Regions from separate parts of the Gossypium arboreum genome. Here region 2 is linked to region 1. A link is a contact called in public Hi-C data. All regions are on one chromosome and are shown on one strand. Each heading gives the region's core, a stretch centred on a gene start, on an enhancer-like site or on the middle of the called end of the contact. The rest is flanking DNA. Distances are from core to core; before and after follow the strand shown. Region 1 has its middle 35 kb from the start of LOC128295186. Region 2 holds the start of LOC108466186 (chromatin remodeling protein EBS-like).

Region 1 (3,177 bases), core at 167-2,666:
AAAAGAGCCTATTTATAGGCTAAATTTATAGGTCAAATAATAATAAAATAATCTAAACTAATTCGTGTTTGATTGAAATAAATAAACAGAGTTTAACTGAAAGATTATTTTTCAAATTTAATTGAAAATAGGAGTCATATTTAACAATTCAATTAACTGGTTTGATTACAAAATTATGATTTAATATGAATTTTAATTATTGAGTGCTAATTTGACCTGAATCAATCTTGTTACAGAGTTTAATCATGAAATATTGTGTGATAGTTGATTACTTCATGCTTTAACTACATAGTTGGGGTTCAATACTTATCCGTAATAATAAAGTATATTTTATGTACCTTTTTGAAAAATACTCGTAAAAAAGGAATTAATTTTTGTAGCTGGAGGTTGAATACGCTATCTATTTTGCATATTTGCTTCAATCAAAATTTTTTGTTTAATGAAAGCAGATGGTGGAGGGAGAATTTTTTCCGGGGAAAAAAATACTAAATACTCAATAACCTCTTTTAAAAATTACAGTTTGAAAATAAAGAAAAAAAAAAGGAGAAGCTATTTGTCGAGAAGCGTCAGAGCTGAGTTGCATAGCCAGGTGTGACAACTCAGTTTAGAGTTGGAAGTAATGGCCTCTGTCTGTCGACTCGGTCACATGCTCTGTATTATTGAATTGCATTGCAATTCTCTCAAATGTTATTTGCTTTTACGAGACGGCAGCCCACTGCTTTTTGTCCAAACTCTATGCACATTATGAAGGCACTTATGTTACAAATGGGATTATGTTTTGTTTTATAAATTAAATTTTATATATTAGATTAAAAATAAATTTGATTTTTCTATTAAAATTTTTATTCATTATTATTATTAAAATTATTTTTATATGTCTACTTATGGTATAAATAGCACATAATGTATAACAATTTAATTATTTTATTTAATCATACTAGTTTTTAATAATAGAATTAGATATAATTTTAAACTAAAAAATTAATTTGTCCTTTGATTTAATATGTAGGGACTAATTTATTTATTTTTTTAGTAAAAGGACAAAATGTAATCGACTCTTATTAGAGGTGAGTATTCGATTAAATTGAGTGAAAATAATGTCGAATTAATAGAGTTGACAAGTCATATTTTATTTTTTAATTTAATTTAAAATATTTTCAAATTAAATCGAGAGAAATAAAATTTGAGTCGAGTTAAATTAAAAAATTAAACAGAATAATTAATTTATACTTCGGGTGTCTCTGTTGGTTCTTTTAACCTCTTCTTGGGACGAGTTTTATTCCTCATCAAAATTCGTCAAGCTATTGTCGGATTCAACGACTGTTGTCAGCTCTTTTGGAACATTTTACGTCTGTTCAATTTGGGCAAGAATCGTGTCTATTTCTTTAATGGCAACAACTGAAGAGCGTGATAAATTACTCAAAGTGTCAGTCCCCTGTTTCGGCATTGCGGTACTTTGATGAGGAGGGGTAGACGGTGCTTCAATTTCTTGTGATGGGTTATCAACAACTTTGACGGGGGGGAGCTTGGAGACCCTCCAAGTTTTCATTTAGCATTTCTTTTCATTCTTCCCATGTTTACTCAATGGAGAGAAAAAAAAAACGAATGGAAAGGGATGGAGATAGGAACCGGCGAGTAGAGACTTAAAGTCCCAAGGAGGAGTCTTTCTTCTCTCTTTCATCAATAGAACGATAAGACTTTGAAGAATTTAATGCCCAACGGAATTCCTTCCAAAACAAAGAGAGAAGAGAGAGAAAATAAGTAACAATAAAAAATTGTAAATGATCTCATATCCGACACAGCCCAAGAGACCCTCTTAGGCATTCAAACCAAATATCTGCTAATTGCTTCTTTGTTGAAATATACTTCAATTCCACCATATTGTTTTCAACTAATTCTCGGATAAAGTAATGTCGAATCTCAATATGTTCAGTGCGGGAGTGCAATACCCAATTCTTCGAAATGTTAATTGTCACAATACACCATTAGAACGTGGTAATCCTGAAGCATTTGTTTTATCCAAATGAGTTAATGCAGCAACTTCTTGCCACTATATACTCGGCTTCAGTTGTTGAGAGCTTGCTATTCCAAGATACTAGATCATTCTCCCAAAAGAAACATCCCTCGGAGGTACTTTTTTAATTATCAACACTGCTAGCCCAATCTGCATCACTATATCCAACAAGAGCCATGTTTGTATCCATTGTGAACCAAAGCCCATAGTCAATAGTACCTTTCACATATTTGGTGACTCGTTTCACTGCTTTGAGATGTGATTCTTTTGGGTTAGTTTGAAAATGAGCACGTACACCCATGCTTTGATAGATATTTGGCCTGCTAGCCGTCAAAAAAAGTAAGCTTCAAAATATGCTTTGATAGATTGTGCTATCAATTGGGACATCTTTCTTGTCTATTCTGAGATTCTCACTTGAGCCCATGGGAGTCCGAGCATTCTTGGCTTGCTCTAGTTTTAACTTTTTCACCATGTTAGCTGCATATATTTTTTGATTGACAAATATACTCCTCCTAGTTGTTTAACTTGTAATCCGAGAAAGTACGTGAGTTCTTCGATCATGGTAATCTCAAACTTGGATTTTATGAGCTGCATGAACTCGTTTCTTACCATTTATTTCAGATTTTATAAATACATTTTCAAAATAAAATAAAATAAGAAATCATCATTTATTTATATTTTAAGTAATACCATAAATTTATATTATTTATTAATGTTTATTATAGTTATTCAGTTATGAAGTCGGACTTTTTTTTACTTTAAATCATACTTATTTCGAGTTTAAGTTTATTACATGCTCAAACTTTTTATATTTTAAATTCTGGCAGGCTCAAATTTTCTCAAACTTAAATTTTCTCAAGAGTAAACCTATTACAAACTTCAAAATTTTCAAACTCGGATTGACACCAACAACTTTTTGAGCTCTAATTATCATCCTCATGTCTTGGGTGTTACGTATATATATTGCTATCTTGTACATCAAATTTTACCGTTGTCTGGATTCAACCAACGTTGAATGGACAAATATCACCATATTCGACAAATGTAAAAATTATAATTTAATAAAATAAAAAGGAAGAAATAGAAAACAGCTGCACTCTCTTTCTTCTTTCTTTTTCACTATAAGAAAAATTACAGAGAAAAAAAAAACTGGGAATTTACAG
Region 2 (3,099 bases), core at 354-2,853, 260 kb before region 1:
CCCCAGTACTCAACAATGGAAAATCATTCATCATTGTATTTTCCATGAATAATGGAACTCGGAACTAAAAGCATTTGCTATGGAACAAAACAATATACATACAAATATCCTTTTGCTTCAAGAGCTATCGGTTATCCAAAAATAGCCAAACTTGTTAACAACAACAACCTAGTAGGATTAAACTCAATAGTGGAAAAATCACTCATCAACAGATGTTCCGTGAATAACGGAAACAAGGAATTAAAAGTGTTCTCTATCAAACAAAACAAAATGCATGCAAATATCCTTTGCTTCAAGACTCAAGAGTACCAATTAATCGAAAAAGGAAAGAAAAAAAAAAGCAACTTTTTCATGGTAACAACCTAGTAGGATTAGCATATTATATTTAAACATCCGAAGTAGCTGAGTTAAAAACTTAGGCAGACTTAAATTAAAACTAGAGCAAAAGTAAGTGCAACATTAGTGAGAAACCCTTTCAGCTCACAAATCAATATGAAACCACCAAAAATAAATGAATTTAATCTCCAGTTCTACACACACAAGCACAAGGAAGGTGAACAGTTCACATTGATTGCAGAATGAAATAAGTGAGCAAGGAATTTACCAATCCTTGCATCCTTCGCATTGCACCATAAGGTCATCCGGGTTATATGGCATCTCACATTTGCAATACCTTCAAAACCGAAACCCCGAAGAGTTAGTGAACAAACTCGAAGAACATATAAGACACTGGAAAAAGAAAATTACCCTAAACTTAACCCCAAAACATAAGAAAAAACCGAAGGTACTCACACTGCCACCCGGTCCGGAGTGAAACCACCGGTGGCGGCCTTATATTCGAACCTACAAAAGTAATCTTCAGCACCAACATTTTCAAGCTTAGTGTAGTTTTTGAAAGTGTGGACGATACACTTTCCTTCAATGGTGTGGGCACTTTGCACATCATAATGGTCTGATAAAAAGAGCTCCTTGGCTCCATGGAACTGTCTTCTCCCCCCAATAGACTCCTCCGGCCGATAGTACCATCGAACTCGAACCTTCACATTGTTCCGATGGTCGGCCTCGATCTTCTCTACACGAGCCACGTACGGTGGCTTATCGGAGTCCGACGGTCTCATCAGCACGCAATCACCAGCTGCAAAACAAACCAAATATAAAATATATCCAACCATTTCCCAAAATCCAAACACATTTGCGAGTTATAAATTTTAAGACAAGAAAGGTCTAAGAAAAAACGAAAACGAATTTTGGGATGTTTTTGAAATGTAAAAAGGAAAAAGAAAGAGATGGGTTTAGATAGAAACATACGACGAACAACTTTGTTGGTGCCTTTGATAGCGTAGGAATCAAGGTCCTTCTTGCCAGGTTTGGTCTTGGCCATGAAAGGGTTGGTTTGTGAATGAAAATGTGAGGAAGACTGAGATTTTCGTTGATGTTTTAAATGGTGAAAAAGAAAAGGGAGAATTGGGGGATGGAAATGAAGGAATCGAGAGAGAGAAGAGGGAGACAAAGAAACAAACCCTAACAACTGGGAGATAATAAAAGGACTGTTTGTAAGAGAAGATCCGGAAGCGATCGAAAAAGAAAAAAAATAGACAAATAAAAGCAGTAATTTTTATTTTTTTTGGAATAGGACGACACGTCAGCATATCAATGTTATACACCCGTTGCACTTTTAGGGGGAGCTTCTATCAAATTAATCAGTCAGGAATTAATAGAGATATTATTATATAAATAGATTTATTCACCAATTTTATTTATTTTATTATTCATATATGTTGAAAAATCATAATATTATTCCTTGGCATTATAAATTTTACAGTTTTTAATTAAAAATATTTTAAGAATTTTTATAATGTTGATTTTTCAATAAGACTCTTAATATTTACTTAGAAAATTGTATTTTCATTAGAAATTTGAGTCAATAGTTAATGATTTTAATAGTTGTTAAAAAATATTGTAATTTGTGAGATATTTTGTTACGTGTCATATAAATAGATGATGTGGCATGTTGACCAGTCAATATCGGTCAACATTTGGAGTCAACGTTTCATGTCATCGATTCACAATCTCTTTATATGACACATAATAAAATATTTTTTAAATTATAATATATCTCATAAATAATAGCATTCTCTAACAATCAATAAAACCATCACTTATTGACTCAAAATCCTCAAAGTACTATTGGAAACTCAACTTTATAAAATTGTAAAAATTGTTAATTAAAAATTTTAAAAATCATAAAAATTATAAATTTTTTGGCATTATAAATTTTTCAATTTTTAATTAACAATTTTTAAAAAAATAAAGAATTTTTATAAATTTGGGTTTTCAATACAATTTTAGTATTTAATTAGAAATTTGTGTTGTTGATTAGGAATTTGAATAAATAATTAATGATTTTGGTAGTTATAAGAAAATATTGTAATTTAAGGAATATTTTATTATATGTTTCAATAAAATGCACTTTTAGGAAGCGCTTCTTATTAATATGTCATAATTCTTGGCTTAGTGGTTAATGTTGATGTTGTCATGTTGTGACTTTTGTTTAATTCCTTCCTAGCCATTTTTGTTTTTATTTTTCTCTATGTTGCTTCAAACATTTTCTTTCCTTTTTTAAATTCTTAATTAATAAAATTGTTGTTATCAAGTTATTTTATTTTATTTTTAATTTATGTTTTAATTAATAATTCCTTTATTTATATAAACAAAATAATTAATATGTAATTATATAATTAATATCATTATGTTAAAAAAATTTACAAGTTTCAACTAATTTTTTATATATTGTTCCTTGTATATAATTTTTATATGTTAAATATCATTATTTTTCAATTACATTGTGGGTATGGTATATTATAATATCATAAAATCAAATAATTATTATAATGACTTGTTTTTAGTCAAATCGAAAGCAGTGATTTTGGGACCATAAATTCAAGGTAAAAATATTTATTTTATTATTTTATTAAAGTTTACAACATGATAGAATTACTGTGTGAAAGTTTCGTAAAGAAATTTTACTATTTGAATGCTTAATTCGGTAAAAAGGACTAATTCGCGTAAAGCGTAAAACTTGTGTTCTATTAGCTAAAA

Evidence for each region. Hi-C and Micro-C count contacts between places; a contact is called where the count stands out from the background.
Region 2: a contact with region 1 is called in a Hi-C map of leaf, with 3 times the contacts expected there. The contact joins the promoter of LOC108466186 here to the enhancer-like site in region 1. A contact is called at or near these places in 2 of 5 Hi-C or Micro-C datasets (both in leaf).

Annotation. Positions count from the first base shown.
Region 1 is chr7:11,819,105-11,822,281 of ASM2569848v2, reverse strand. It overlaps the pseudogene LOC108484551. Among protein-coding and RNA genes, the nearest start is that of LOC128295186, 35 kb to the right of the region's middle. Within about 2 kb of position 1,416, at least 2 of the 2 cell types and tissues checked have an H3K27ac peak or open chromatin away from gene starts, as enhancers often do. A contact at or near this core is called in leaf, where this site is marked.
Region 2 is chr7:12,076,021-12,079,119 of ASM2569848v2, reverse strand. It overlaps LOC108466186 (chromatin remodeling protein EBS-like), which reads right to left and starts at 1,603. Exons shown (of 5, transcript XM_017766541.2): 1 at 1,309-1,603; 2 at 793-1,135; 3 at 605-673. The coding sequence starts at 1,381.